Linked DNA regions of Mus musculus: all the other regions are linked to region 4. Evidence: chromatin contacts called from public ChIA-PET, HiChIP or PLAC-seq and Micro-C data. All regions are on one chromosome and are shown on one strand. The core of a region is the stretch at or near the end of the contact, and the rest is flanking DNA. Distances in the headings are between cores, read along the strand shown. Region 1 holds the start of Trp53inp2 (transformation related protein 53 inducible nuclear protein 2). Region 2 overlaps Samhd1 (SAM domain and HD domain, 1). Region 3 holds the start of Tgif2 (TGFB-induced factor homeobox 2). Region 4 holds the start of Rbm39 (RNA binding motif protein 39). Region 5 holds the start of Acss2os (acyl-CoA synthetase short-chain family member 2, opposite strand).

The links. Hi-C and Micro-C count contacts between places; a contact is called where the count stands out from the background. ChIA-PET counts read pairs in DNA pulled down with a chosen protein or histone mark. HiChIP or PLAC-seq counts read pairs in DNA pulled down with a chosen protein or histone mark.
Region 1: a contact with region 4 is called in an RNA polymerase II ChIA-PET map of memory CD8 T cells, with 23 read pairs. The contact joins the promoter of Trp53inp2 here to the promoter of Rbm39 in region 4. A contact is called at or near these places in 2 of 115 datasets of contacts at active chromatin or transcription factors (memory CD8 T cells and thymic regulatory T cells) and 2 of 9 other capture datasets (adipose tissue and liver).
Region 2: a contact with region 4 is called in an H3K27ac HiChIP or PLAC-seq map of regulatory T cells, with 7 times the contacts expected there. The contact joins the enhancer-like site here to the promoter of Rbm39 in region 4. A contact is called at or near these places in 1 of 39 promoter capture datasets (neutrophils), 3 of 484 Hi-C or Micro-C datasets (CD4 T cells, CD8 T cells and regulatory T cells), 1 of 115 datasets of contacts at active chromatin or transcription factors (regulatory T cells) and 2 of 9 other capture datasets (adipose tissue and liver).
Region 3: a Micro-C map of embryonic stem cells shows a contact between it and region 4, with 8 times the contacts expected there. The contact joins the promoter of Tgif2 here to the promoter of Rbm39 in region 4. A contact is called at or near these places in 4 of 39 promoter capture datasets (the 3T3-L1 cell line, the HPC-7 cell line, maxillary cranial neural crest and 1 more), 2 of 484 Hi-C or Micro-C datasets (both in embryonic stem cells) and 2 of 115 datasets of contacts at active chromatin or transcription factors (embryonic stem cells and memory CD8 T cells).
Region 5: an RNA polymerase II ChIA-PET map of memory CD8 T cells shows a contact between it and region 4, with 25 read pairs. The contact joins the promoter of Acss2os here to the promoter of Rbm39 in region 4. A contact is called at or near these places in 1 of 39 promoter capture datasets (liver) and 3 of 115 datasets of contacts at active chromatin or transcription factors (effector CD8 T cells, memory CD8 T cells and microglia).

What each region holds. Positions count from the first base shown.
Region 1 is chr2:155,380,539-155,383,238 of GRCm38.p6, forward strand. It overlaps Trp53inp2 (transformation related protein 53 inducible nuclear protein 2), which reads left to right and starts at 1,318. Exons shown (of 4, transcript NM_178111.3): 1 at 1,318-1,479.
Region 2 is chr2:157,118,018-157,120,717 of GRCm38.p6, forward strand. It overlaps Samhd1 (SAM domain and HD domain, 1), which reads right to left. Exons shown (of 16, transcript NM_018851.4): 6 at 2,465-2,535. Among named protein-coding and RNA genes, the nearest start is that of Samhd1, 16 kb to the right of the region's middle. Within about 2 kb of position 1,259, at least 24 of the 459 cell types and tissues checked have an H3K27ac peak or open chromatin away from gene starts, as enhancers often do. A contact at or near this core is called in CD8 T cells and regulatory T cells, where this site is marked.
Region 3 is chr2:156,838,618-156,841,317 of GRCm38.p6, forward strand. It overlaps Tgif2 (TGFB-induced factor homeobox 2), which reads left to right and starts at 1,390. Exons shown (of 3, transcript NM_173396.3): 1 at 1,390-1,621. It overlaps LOC115486128, which reads right to left and starts at 2,631. Exons shown (of 5, transcript XM_030252280.1): 1 at 2,565-2,631; 2 at 1,099-2,382. The coding sequence starts at 2,631.
Region 4 is chr2:156,178,848-156,181,547 of GRCm38.p6, forward strand. Rbm39 (RNA binding motif protein 39) reads right to left here and starts at 1,391. Exons shown (of 17, transcript NM_001291114.1): 1 at 1,040-1,391; 2 at 330-393. The coding sequence starts at 380.
Region 5 is chr2:155,555,678-155,558,377 of GRCm38.p6, forward strand. It overlaps Acss2os (acyl-CoA synthetase short-chain family member 2, opposite strand), which reads right to left and starts at 1,253. Exons shown (of 4, transcript NR_040613.1): 1 at 1,122-1,253. Acss2 (acyl-CoA synthetase short-chain family member 2) reads left to right here. Exons shown (of 18, transcript NM_019811.3): 8 at 177-314; 9 at 656-826; 10 at 1,101-1,234; 11 at 1,420-1,552; 12 at 1,633-1,689; 13 at 1,872-1,952.

The DNA of each region.
Region 1 (2,700 bases), core at 68-2,567, 800 kb before region 4:
GGGCCTGGAGCACAAACCTGGCAGAGTCTTGGAGGATGACGGGTCTGGAAAACCCTGTCAGTTCTAAATGTGAATATCCATGGCAGCGTGACAGATAAACTAAGGCCCAGAATAGTAAGGATTTAACTTGAAATCACACAGGTTGAGACACAGGACTGGAAGCCAGGTTTCCCTTTAGAACCCTGGAGTTCAGTCCCTCTGGTGTAGGGTGTGATCAGAGTCAAGGCTAGTACCTGTGAGTTAAACTCCTGGCTCTGCCAAGGACTATTCCTTAATTACCTCGGAAAGTTGCTTAGATTCTCCTGGTCTGTTTCTTTAACTGTAAAAGGAGGATGCTACCTACCTTTTGGGTTTATTGTAAAGATTAAAAGGCAGCACAGTGCTTGGCATATGGTAAGTGTTCAGTGTCAGCTGGCAGTCTGGAAGAAGCAACCGTAGGTGCCCCTTCTTCTTTCCCTCCCCTCCCTCGGAGTCTCCTGTAGCTCAAGCTGCCTTTCAAACTCTTGAACCCATTTCTATCTACCAAGTGGTGAGATGAAAGGCAGGTACATGTAATCTCAGTTTCTCCACATGTAAATCAGGACTAACAATCCCTGCCCTGTCTGTCACTCTTTCCCCCCTGACCTGTTCCGGTAGCAACGTGGACTAAATAAGGTATGTAAACGTTCTAAGCCGAGCTGTCTCCAGGTCAATGTTTATTCAGCTTAGAGCAATTTCTTTCCAAGTCCTACGCTGGCCAGATTTCCTGTCAGCCCCATCAATTCTCTAACACTCGCAGGTGCTCCTTTGTAACCGCGGAAGGGGCAAGGTCCGCTCAAGCCCACCGTAAAAAGGAGCGGGGAAAACAAAAAACATAGAGGAGGGAGAGCAGGCAAGTAGGGCAGTGTAGAGAAGTGGGGTAAAAGGACAAGGAGGGTAAAAGGGACTTACAGATGGAGCGCGGCGGGGGTGGGTGGGGTGGGTGTCCTGCACCTAAGATGCAGGAGAAGGGATGTGCGGAGCTCTGGGGCAAGTGAGGGAGCAGGGATGTGTGCGGAAAAAGCAGCGAGGTGGGATTCTTGAGGAAGAATTGGGGGGTCGCTTTCAGTGTGAGGTCTGTGGGTAACTGGGGGCAGGGAATTCGGGCCGTCACCTCCACTCAGACAGAGGCTCCGAGAGCAGCTCCCGGGCTACAGCCACCCGCTGGCAAACCGCGGAGGGGCGGGGAAAGAGCATTCGGCGCCTGTGATTGGCTGCCGTCCCGACGGCCGCTGACGCGAGCGGGCGGGCCCCTTTGTGACGTCACAATCAGCTGTTGAAGCGTTCGGATTTGTGCCCTGAGCCCGGGCGCAGCGGCCGCAGCAGCTCCGGGCGTCCGTTCGGGAGCCCCGCCGTCTCTCGGCCCGTCCCCGGTATGCGGCTCCAGTTGTGAGCACCGGCGACCCGGGGACGCCCGGCCGCACAACTACCTCAGCGCAGCGGTTGCTGCAGCGGCCCCAGGTGAGTCCCGACCTCCGGGCTGGGGGCTCCGGGCACCCCCAGGACACGCCCTGCGCCCCCCTCTCCCGTTCTTTGTCTGTCTCCGCCGGCGGCAGCCGGAGCTGCGTTCTTGGCTCCCTATTGGTTGCTCCAAGCCGGTAGGCCATGACGTTGCTTTATTTGCATATGACATTGAGACGTCACCAAGGCCAGCCCCGCCTTCCAGGCTTGCATGGGTGCTTGTCCTCTGGTGACCCGGTGGGCGCTATGTCGTGCCCAGCCGGCCGAGGGTTGAAGAGACGCTGAAAGACAAGCGGGATCCGAAGGGACTCGGCGGTTTCCTGGGCTAATCTAGGGACTGGGGTCAGGCCTCTCATTTGTTTTTTCCTTGTGACCTGAGAGAGGGTAGGACAGCAAAGCTCGATTTAAGTTGAGAGGGCGGTAAGTAGATGGAGCTTCAGACTCCAGGTCCTGGAGACACTACCAGATGGTAGCGGATCCCCTCTGTCTTCAGGCTCCGCCCCCTAACATAATAACATCCTTCTAATCCCTGACATGTGTGCAGAGCCTGAGTTGATGTCATTTTCAGCCTACAAATATTGAGGGTCTTAAGCCCCACTTCACGGAAGAGGAAACTGAGACTCAGAGAGACGTAGTTTACTGGAGATCTCAGCCAATTAGAATCACACTCACTAAGTGGTAGATTCCTTAGCTGAAGTATAAGCTACATGCTTACATACATCTACTGAGGACCCTATCTTGGGTTCAGCACCAACCACAATTTGATGGGATGCTTCAGTCTTCATGATCCTGGACATTTTCCCAGGAGGTCTCTGAAAATTGGGTCTCTTACAAGGCCCTGACCTCCTCTGCCTTCTTTCTACTTCAAAACCCAATAAATGGCCGTCTCCCAGCTGTTTTGACCACAGAAAGGTGAGTCACTAGTTGCCTGCCTCCAGGTGTCTCCAGGGCAGATGTTGTTGAGAGGGAGTTGGGAGTTCCCTCTGTGGGCCTCCCATCAGAGCTGTCAGCTGGGAGAACCAGACCCTTCCCTGGCATTAGTGATGCAGAGCTTATGCTGTTTCCTGAGGCTGCTTCCAGAGTGACAGAAGGATGTCTCTTACTTTCCAAGTAAGTAGATCTGGAGTCCTTCCCAGGTTGAGGGTCGCTCAAGAATGGCCTGGGCTAGGGTTGGCTTAGGCCTCCAGTGCTATTCTAGGCACAGCCTCTGTAGTATTAAGG
Region 2 (2,700 bases), core at 9-2,508, 940 kb after region 4:
ATTATCCTTATTAAGCTGGGGCTATAACTGCAGATAAGACAGTTAAAAGAAAAAAAAAGTATTCTTATAAATAAAGGGAAGATTGTATTTGTACTATTTGTATAGAAGAATTAATTCCACATGAGGTCAAGTATGAAATGAAAAAAGTAAATATATATTTTTTTAAAGATTTATTTATTTTTTTATTATATGTAAGTACATTGTAGCTGTCTTCAGACACTCCAGAAGAGGGAGTCAGATCTCATTATGGATGGCTGTGAGCCACCATGTGGTTGCTGGGATTTGAACTCCGGACCTTCGGAAGAGCAGTCGGGTGCTTTTACCCACTGAGCCATCTCACCAGCCCCTAAATATATTTTCTAAAGGCTGGAGATACAGCTTAGTTGTACAGCACTTACCTATCACATGTATAACATATGTATTTGACCCCTAGCGCACACACATCAGGCACGCGCACACACAAACACACATATAGCACACAGAGAGAGAGAGACAAATATACACACATGGCACACATACAATAACGGCAGAGTAGCTCCTAGATCCTATTAGATCAGTCCTGCTTGAGAAAGAAATTATAAACCCTGGACAACTAACTCCCTAACTGTTCATCGGCCAAAAGCAAGCAGGTGTTAAAAGGGAGGAAAAGTAGGAGGGGACGGGCCAAGAGCTATCTATTCACACAGGGTGAGGTTGTGGACTAGCATCTGGGATTTTCACACGCTGCTTGTGAGCGGGTAAAGTAGAGCACACTGGAAAACCCAGTTAAGTAAACATCTGGCATATGACTCAGTAATTCTACTTCAGGTATTCAGTCAGGAGACAGGAGAAGATATTTCCACAGAGCTGTTATACAGCATCACCCACAGCAACCTGAGATGTAGTAGCTCAAATCCAAAACAACATGAAGTTCATCCAAAGAAGCAAGGACAAACTGTGGCTCATACACTAGGATACAATCTTAGCAGTAAGAAGCCATCAACGTGCAGGAATCTTAAAATCATTATACGGCACAAAAGAGCATTCACTTATGACTGTACTGTGCCGGGGAGCAAACCTAACAAGTCAATTGTTGTCAAGGGATCTCCCACTAACCTTTGCTCTTAGCCCACTTATCAACTTTTTAAATGGTTAAACATTAGAGGAAGCCCCCCTAAGCCCCCCCCCCCACGAAGTGCAAACAACAGGAAATCATATTTGCAACAGCTTTGATAGTATAAGGGAAACCAAGATACCACATCTAAGAGGAGAGAGGTGAAGCTGTGTGTGTGTGTGTGTGTGTGTGTGTGTGTGCACTGCTGTGGGTCTGATCGCCAGCATCACAGAAAACAAGCCTGACACAAGGGAAATTTCCAAATGATGAAAATGGTCCACATCCCCACTTGCCAAACTCAGATCAGCTCTGCACAGTTTCAGCCAGGAGGGATGGATAGATAGCACACGCCTTTAATCCTAGCTCTACAGAAACAGAAGCAGGCAACAGTTTCAAGGCCAGCTTGGTCTCCACAGTGAGACCTTGTCCTAGAATAAAAACAACACAACATATATCTGCATAATTTATTGAATGCAAATTATACCTAAAAAAAAAAAAAAAGAGGGCAGAGAACAAAGGGCTTGGCGTGTAAGGAGCTTTCGTCTTGCGTCCCTGCGCTTTTCTATGCCAAGGGTAGTAGAAACTGGGAAGCCAATCTCATTTCTCAGAAACTGCTTCAAAATGTACAGGTTCATCTCCAGTAAATGTGTAATTATAAAGGGTTCGCTTAAAGCCTGAAGTGAGGGTGTACCATACGCTCAGCATTGGGGAGGCTGAGGCAGAACAGAGGACAAAGTCACCCTGAACTATATAGGAAGACCCCGTGTTAAAACAAACGCTCAGTTACTGAGACCGACGATACTTAAGTTCACGGCTATTACCAAAATGAAAGCTGAAGCTGGGCTTTAAAAACAAACCCTAGGGGTTGCCGAGATGGCTCAGAGTTTAAGAGTAGTGTCTACTCCTCTAGAGGTCCTGAGTTCAATTCCCAGCAGCCACGTGGTGGCTCATAACGATCTAAAATGAGAGCTGATGCCTAAGAGTTCTGATTCTGCAGGCAGAATATTGTATATATAACAAATGAATGAACAAATAAATAAATCTTTAAAAGAAAACAAAGTCTACAGTAATCTGACAGAGTAGAACGGACACTGCATTGAAAGAGGGGAGCTGGCTCTCCAGGGCTGGTCCACCACTCCATGACCCTGTGAAGTCAGGCACATCTCTATGCTTCTGAGGGCTCTGAACAGAAGATAAGGTCCTTTCTCCACAGGCTACTGTGAGGGCTGAAACACAGACCCATGAACAGAAGCACCCTGAATGCTGTCCCAGGGAAGGATGCTACAACACACAGAAGGAAACAGATCTTAGTTGAATAACTAGATAAAATACTACTTCTTTCTATGGACTTTGCGACACATCAATACATACCTTCCACTTTTTCTCTGGGCGAGCCCGTGGGATAAACCTTCCATCAAACATATGAGAAAATGGCCCATGACCTAAAAACAAAAGCAGTCTTCAAATAAAAAAAATATTTATAAATTGGTAAAAACTGAAAAGTTAAAAAATTTTTGTTTACTTTGAATATCAACAGCTACTGTTAATAATGTATACATTAATAATAATAATTAGTAATAATAAAAACAGAACACACCTGACCTTTC
Region 3 (2,700 bases), core at 140-2,639, 660 kb after region 4:
CCTCTATTTTCCCTCCATGTCACACCTATATGACAGTCCCTGCTTTTTGCCAAGACCTAATTGGTTTTTACTTTTCTTACCTAAGATTTCCCATCTCCTTCATTCTTTCAAAGGTCTGTGGCTGGAATATGACTTGGCTAAGAAATTGCTTGTGACCAACTCTCTGAGACTTGGTGTCACCATCAGTAAAAAAGAGGGTTCTGGGCAATGTTTTTGATTTTGGATGGCCATCTTGGTTTCAAGGATTTCCAGGCAAGTCCGGCTTCTATGAAACCCACCTTAAGATGCTTTTAATCGGCATCCTGACTGGCTTAGGGCCTTCTGGTAGGAAAACTTAACTTTGGTTGCCAAAGTTTTTGTGACTACAGTACAACGAAAAACAAAAGCTTGAGTCTGCTGCAGCAATGACAGCTGTTGTCTCTGTCACTTAGCTGCAGCAGGTGCGCCACTCTTAAGTCTGACCCAAGACCCAAACTCAACAGTAAAATGATTAGAAGATAACAGCATTAAAAAAAATAACAATCAGGGAAGACTGTTCGGATGCTGTTGGTTCTGGCACGTGGGTCTCAGGTTTCTGGGCCTATATGATCACAAACCCAGAAAAGGCCTGTTAGCTGGAGTTAGGCTATGCCACACTTATGCAGATAGCAAGAGACAGACAAACAGTCAGGGAACTTGGACGCAAGGAAAACTTGAGGTAAAATGACCCTAGCCTGGACCGCTGGAAGCGCCTAGCCTCACCCTCTCCAACTGGGGTTAGCCACCAAGGGAAAGGCTCGGCTCTATCATCAGACCCACCTGGCCAAAGGACACTGGCACACGTGGTAAGGCAGGGACCAGCGAGTAAATGCGGCCACCTCCAAATTGCGACACGGTGCCTGCCTCACTCACGCTCCTGGGGTGCAGCCTGTACTCACCCCTGGCCGACCATCTGCGCTAGGCTTGGGGTTTTATCCCAAGTGGTCTTCGCCGCGCCGTTTGCCTTATGAGCGGACAAAACAACTGGTCCTTTAGCACCTGGGAGTTACTCTGAGCCGACTGAGCCTCAGTTTCCCCATCCCCACAAGGGCAAGCTCCCAGAGGAGGAGGCGAACTTACAAAGGTACGGGGACTGGCACCCTTTGTGCCTGGTAGTGCCCCCACCCCCATGGAGGAGCACACAGTAGGCGCTCCGGAAACACTCTCTGAAAGGAGGAGCGGGCCACTTCCTGCCCTGGAGCTGACTCCGGGAGCCCTGGTCCCACCGCTCCGCCCCGGGCCCCGGCCATGCGGCATTCCTAAGGTGGGTGGGCGCAGGAAGGAGGTGCCGCGGGCCCGCCCCCTCCGACGCGTGGGCGGGGCGAAGCCCCCTGGCTCTGCGGGCCCGCCCCCGAGGGTGGGCGTAGCTGGCCACGCTCTGCACAAAGTTTGTTTCTGCCTCGGGGCGGTGGGGGAGGGTGCGGCAGGCGGGATGGGAGGAGAGGGGATCTGACGTCAGGTCGCGAGGTGCTTTCCAGCCGCGAGCTGTCAGGCGGGTGTCAGACCCGGCAGGTACGCGGCGCGTTCCCCCGGTGCCCCCCGCCCCGGCCGGGTGGTCCCACACCCCACCGAGGCCGCGTGGGCCGGAAAGCCGCCAGGGAAGGTGAGTGCGGGGCGCCGAGGGGCTGGAGACGCGGGAGGAGGCGCGCGGACAACTTGGAAAGTTTCTTGGGGCGACGGGGCGGGGGAGGGGGCGTCGTCCCGGCGCGTGCGACAGTGGGTGTGTGAGCCCCGGGGGTGTGTGTGAGTCGGGACCGCGGAACGCTGGCGCGGAATGCCGGGGTTGGCGGGGGGGGCGCTGTTCGGGGTCCTTGAGGGAGGGCTCGGCTCCCAAAGCTCCCAAAGCTCCTCTGGGAGAGGGCAGCCGGTGCCCTGCAGCGGGGTGAGCGCGCGGGGAGCGGGTTTGTTTGGTTTCAAAAGTGCACGTTGCTAACCGCCGGCAGCCCCCCCCCCTCCCGCACGGCGACAGAGCGGGACCGGGGGCCGCCGAGTGACAGCTGGAGGTGGGGGCCGCGGGCGGGGCTCCGACGGAGAGGGCTTGGGAGCCCGCGCGAGTTCCCCTTTCCTTTGGAACAAAGGAAAGTCTGTCTCCGAGGCATCTGTCACTCCCAGGCGGGCCAAGGCTGTGGGGCGCGTGGGGCTGGCGACGCGGAGAAAGTTTGTGCGCGCCGGGACCCCGGGACCAGGCGAAGGGCAGCCGAGCGTCTTGCGGGGGCTGTGCGCGTCCCCGATGTAGGGGGGGCGGCCAACATGGAGTCCAGGCGCAGAGTTGGGGGGGGGGGGCGGCGCGGAGGTTGGAGCCCAGCCCCCTCTTTTCCCCTCCCCCTCCGGGCCGAGTTCGGAGCACAAAGCCGAGCGCGCACGCTCCGGCGGCCCCGCGCCCCAAGAGTCACCCTGCGCGGAGTACCAGGGAACGGGCTGGGAACTAAACTTTTTCCTGTCCCAAAATGGACACGTGAGTTTTTTTTTTTTCCTTGCAAAGTCGTCCCCCCCCCCCAACCCCCAAGCGCCGGGTGGCGGACCGACAGGGGAGCTGTTGCTCGCACCGTGACTCTGGTGGGGGACAGTTGAGTGAGGGTGCCTTGAGCGCCGGCGGATTCGTCGGCGCCCCATGAGCCATGTGCTCCGTTGCGTCTGGGCCGCGGGGGAGGCTGCGCGCTTTGTGTGAACTGCTGGGAACTC
Region 4 (2,700 bases), core at 141-2,640:
CACGGTACAGCGATAAGTCACTCAATTACTACCTTATGATTGACAGTTCACACTGGAATCAAAGGTGAATTCATGGGAGTAGAGGTGAGATATCGTTAGGCAAGTCTACAAAGAGAGATAGATGGGCATTTATTCATCACGCTGAAGTGAAACTACTGCACAATATTATTACATCAATAGCATATATTTACTTTTGTAAGTTACACGTATTGCATCTCTGATAAGGTAATCAAGAGGGCTCCGGGAAGGTTAGTTTACATTTCAGCAGTAGTTTCGTGAATAATGCTAAATTAAGAAATATATTAAAGCTCACTAGCGTGTTTTCTCACCTTCTTGTAAGGGGCCTCAAGCATGGCTTCAATATCAATATCGTCTGCCATTTTCTCTACTCGCCTGGGGAAGAACAAGACAGTCCTGTAAGTACACCTGCAATTCTGCTAAATAATAAAATAAGATAAAATGTCCCCTTGATCTCCCATCCTCAAAGCCTGAGAAAACTCCTTTGAAAGCGCTACGATGGCTAAAATTGTGCGACGCCCATCAGACAAGGCTGCCTTGGGTACGCCAAGTGTCACGTTCCTTGTACCTAAGACAGGAGCAGGACTCCAGGTCGAATTTCAAAAGCCCGCCCGCGAGCGGCTAAAAGCGCCCCCAGGAAGGATGCAGCGGAGCGCTTCCTCACCGCACAAAACCCGCGCTGCCATTTTAGCGGCGGAGGGAGACTCCCTCCGCTGGGAGGGGTTGTGTACCACGGCGGCGTTCCACGGGCGCCATGTTGGGAGGTCGCGACCAGCCCCGGCCCTCGGAAGGACAGATCTTTATCTGACCGAGGTCCCCACGGAGGTCCCGGCCGCTACCAAAAAACGCCCACGACGTCCTTGCCCGAGATGAAGGGCACGGCCGAGGAGAGGTGACCCCACCGTACCGGGAAGGCCCCCTCCCCCTCTGCGCGCCGAGCAAAGCGGCGAAAAGCCTCGGCATCGCGGAGCACCCAGCTCGGGCAGGCGACCCACTCCCCGCCGGCCGCGACGCCCCGTACCTGTGCGGGCTTCCGCGCGCCTGTGCTCGCCACGGGAAGTCGGCTGCCGCCGCCGCCGCCGCTGCTGCTGTCGCTACTGTTAAGCCACTAGGCCCAGGCCGCGGTACCGCCCAACCCGAATATCGGGCCCCGAGGGCGTCTAGGCCCAAGCGAATCTAAAAGAAACAATGGGATTAAAGGAGCCCGCGACGGAGAGCAGGGCAGCGGCTTCGGCAGCTCAGGATCCACCCCTGCGACAGCGTCGGCTAGCTCCCTGAAATGGCGGCCGCTGCTCCTCCGTACTCACAGTCACCAACACATACACACACACAAACACCCGGGGTCTCCCGGAGCCGCAAGCACGGGCTCTCGCGAGAAACTGCCCCGGGTTCCAGACTGGAAAGCACGAACTATCGCGAGATCTCTCACCGCGGCTCCCGGCGACCGTGGCCCAATCTCGCGCAATGATTGCGCCACAGATGATCACAGTTTCCCTTCCCCCAATTCCGAAAGGCTTCTCGGACTCCCCCGCCAGAGCTGCACCCAAGTCTCGCGAGGGTGCGTCCTCTATCGGGCAAAGACAGTTGGTGCCCTGACTGTCAATCTTTGGGAGGATTCCTTGCTGAGTGGTGCATCGTTGCTGTCATCCTGGCTGGTGTCATCTCCTCGCTGGGTGTGAAGGTTTCCCCTCTCAGAGCCGACCCCCACCCCGGACACCCGCCCTCCCACACAGATGGCTGTCAAGGTCGCCATAAGGCAACCTATTATAATACATATGGCTGTGGGCTAAGACAGTCGTGTCCAGACCCACCAGTGGTGAAAACGCATGCAGACAAGAACGAGCTGTACACAGGGGAATGGGAATAAAAAGTACGATTTTCTTGTCGTTTGGTGTCACCAGTTAGATGTGGGCTCGATAGTGAAGCTTCGCAACACCCTTGGAAACCGGAGGCGGTGGCCGGGCTGGGAAGAAACCGCAGTGTGTAGCTTTCTAACCCCTGAATTTAGTCGGGCTCTGAATCGGGGTGGTTTGTGACTTTAAAAGGTCCCCTCACTTTTCCCTAGGATTTTGACTGTGTGAATTTACCGCTTTTGTTTAATTTTTGTTGGATTTTATTTGGTTTGCTTTTTGTGTATTTGGGAGTGGTTAATTCTGTGGTAGAGAAGCTGAGTGATCATTGGAAGGTTTTTTTTTTCTCCCACTTTTACATAATAGAAAACGTTTTGAAATAAAATATCAAACCAGTCTGGAAACCTATCAGCAGCTTAATAATTGAGGGTATAAAAGGTCCAAAATGTCACACCTTGCTTGGTGTAGCCACTCCAACAATGTGACCTTGAGCAAGTAAATTAAGCTCTCCATATATTCCGATTCCTCCTCAAGGGGGGAATATTATAATTAGTAGCAAGGATAAGCTTGACACTAGCCAAGACTGCAAATATTCACTAATTCCCAAGTTTAGCAGGGGATGTATGTCCAGGTGGACTCTCCCTGAAAGCTCGTGAGGAGTAGGAAGAGCATGTGGAATGATGACAGGAAACTTCTTGGGGCTGGCAATGTAATACAGTTGGCAGGTGACTTTTCTAGCATGCCTGGTAGAGCTTGTCTATAGTTATGCACTCAGAAAACAGAAGCAGGGGGATTTCTGTGAATTTGAGGTCAGCCTTATGAGTTCCAAAAA
Region 5 (2,700 bases), core at 3-2,502, 620 kb before region 4:
GAGTCTGGGGTAGAGGAAGAGCGAGAATGGCAGAGTGATCAGTTCTCTCTGCCCCATTGTACCCATGAAGGCCCCTCCCTTTCCTTTACCCCTACATGTAGGGCCTTAACCTCCAGGTACCAGGTAGGCTGTCCCTGCCTCACAGTTCTTCCCTGCCCATTCCTGTCTTCCCCCAGATCTGCTGGAACGAAGGGGTTGACTTATGGTGGCATGAACTCATGCAGCAGGCAGGAGACGAGTGTGAGCCTGAGTGGTGTGATGCTGAGGACCCACTCTTCATCTTGTACACCAGTGGCTCCACAGGCAAACCTAAGGCAAGTGTGTGTGTGTGTGTGTGTGTGCATGTGTGTATGTAAAGGTGAGAAGCGAGTCTCCAAGGAAGCTTGGAGTGACCAACAGAAACAGTAGAATGAGTACTGGGAATTCGAGTGATAATGGGTGACTCAGATACACAACCTAAGAATGTGAGTGCTCAGTATACTTATGTGACATCAGGGTGTGGTAAAGGAGATTGAAGCGAGACAGATGCTGTGAAAGGGCATTGGAAAAATTAAAATCTTTAAGAAGGATCTTTTTCCAGCTCTGTGCAGGCTCTATTTGTTGGTCAGTAGAGGAGGACACACAACCCCAGCCTGAGGCCCCATTCTCCCCACAGGGTGTGGTGCACACAATTGGAGGCTATATGCTCTATGTGGCTACAACTTTCAAGTATGTGTTTGATTTCCACCCGGAAGATGTGTTCTGGTGCACAGCAGACATCGGCTGGATCACTGGTCATTCCTATGTCACCTATGGGCCACTGGCTAATGGTGCCACTAGTGTTTTGGTGAGATGGGAGCTGGGCATAGACAAAATTCTCCTGGGTGACCATTTCCCAAAGCTTCTTAGTCTAAAGAAGGGAAACTTATACAGGAACCCACTTCCTGGAGAAAGAGGAATTTTGAGGGGTTGTGTATCCTACTACGATGTTTCTTGACTTGTGTGGTCAGAGGGTAAAGATACAGTTGGTCATAAAGGGTGAATCCTGAACGTGAGGGAGTGGTAGGGAATGGAAAGACTATTGGGAAGAGCCCAAAATAACCAGATCTCATTCGGGTCAGTTTGAGGGGATCCCCACATACCCAGATGAAGGGCGCTTGTGGAGCATTGTGGACAAATACAAGGTGACCAAGTTCTACACGGCACCAACAGCCATCCGGATGCTCATGAAGTTTGGAGATGATCCTGTCACCAAGTAAGACCCTTCCCCATCTGTTGTCCCATAGGTGTCCTTCAGAGCTGAGCACGGTCCTTTGTGATGTTTTCTTCTATTGTCCCAACTTCCTGGGATAGGGGAGGGGCAAAGGAACTCTGACTGCATGTGCATTTTGGCTCCTAGTGGTTCTCAGAATTTTCCTCTCTTCCACTCTCCTGCTCAAGGCATAGCCGGGCATCCCTGCAGGTGCTGGGCACAGTAGGTGAACCCATCAACCCTGAAGCCTGGCTATGGTACCACCGGGTAGTAGGTTCCCAGCGCTGCCCCATTGTAGACACCTTCTGGCAAACAGAAACAGTGAGTAAGGGATTCAGGAGGCTAGGGATTAGGGACAGTGTAGGAAAAGAGATTCAATTCCTGACCTCTGACTTCCACAGGGTGGCCATATGCTGACCCCTCTCCCTGGCGCCACACCCATGAAACCTGGTTCTGCTGTGAGTAAAGTGCTTCTTCTGGTCCTAGGCTTGGCAGGGATAGGATGTGGGGGTGTTAGCCTATTAGAGTAGGGTTCTGGCCTGAGAGCTGGGAGGAATTTGGGGCTCTGGGGCTCTGTGTGAAGCTGAGACAGAGTTGCCTCATTTTTCCTTCTTGGATTGCGCCTCTCATTTGCTTTCAGTCTTTCCCATTCTTCGGTGTAGCGCCTGCAATCCTGAATGAGTCCGGGGAGGAGCTGGAAGGGGAAGCTGAAGGTTATCTGGTGAGAATCTGGCATCTTTGGGAGAAGAAAGCATCTGCTAAGGATACTTTGTTTTAGAGTTTATAACCTTATCTTCCCTGGTAGTTGCTAATACTGTTGAGAGTTTGTCCTCTGCTGAGAAACACCCAAGATTCGTGATGATAAATTTTTGGAGTCAGGAGAACTTAGTCTTAATCCTTCCCTTGATGTCCATTTTTAGAAAAAAGAGTCTTTGTACCTTAAAGACTAATCATGTAGGCTCTGGAGTCAGCCTGCCTGTATTCAGACCCTGATTTTCTGTGACTTCAGATAAGCTGTTACCTATTGTCTTTGAATGTAATTTAAGTCTTTAAAAAATAGTACTTTTATCTCCTACATTTTATTAAATTAGATAATCCATACAAAAGGGTTAGTCTGGAACTGCATAGTTAGTGTTCTTAAATGTTAGCTGCTGCTGTCTTTGTGGCTAGTACCTGTCAGATCTCAATCTCATTTCCCTTTTCCAAAATCACATTAGTAACAAAGGCAGGAATCTAAGCTTTCTAACTCAATCTAGAATTCTGCTGGCACAGAATTCTTTTGATTAGAAATTATTTATTCACTAATATAGCTTCCATTTTATATGATTTGTTTGTACCTAATTGAACCTGCTTTCCTAATTACCCAAAAGAAACTCAAATTTTCTAGATATTTGTTACTCACAGAACACTGTGCTAGACAATTTTTCACATACTAGTAATTTAATCCTTAGGATTTGTTATTTACAGAT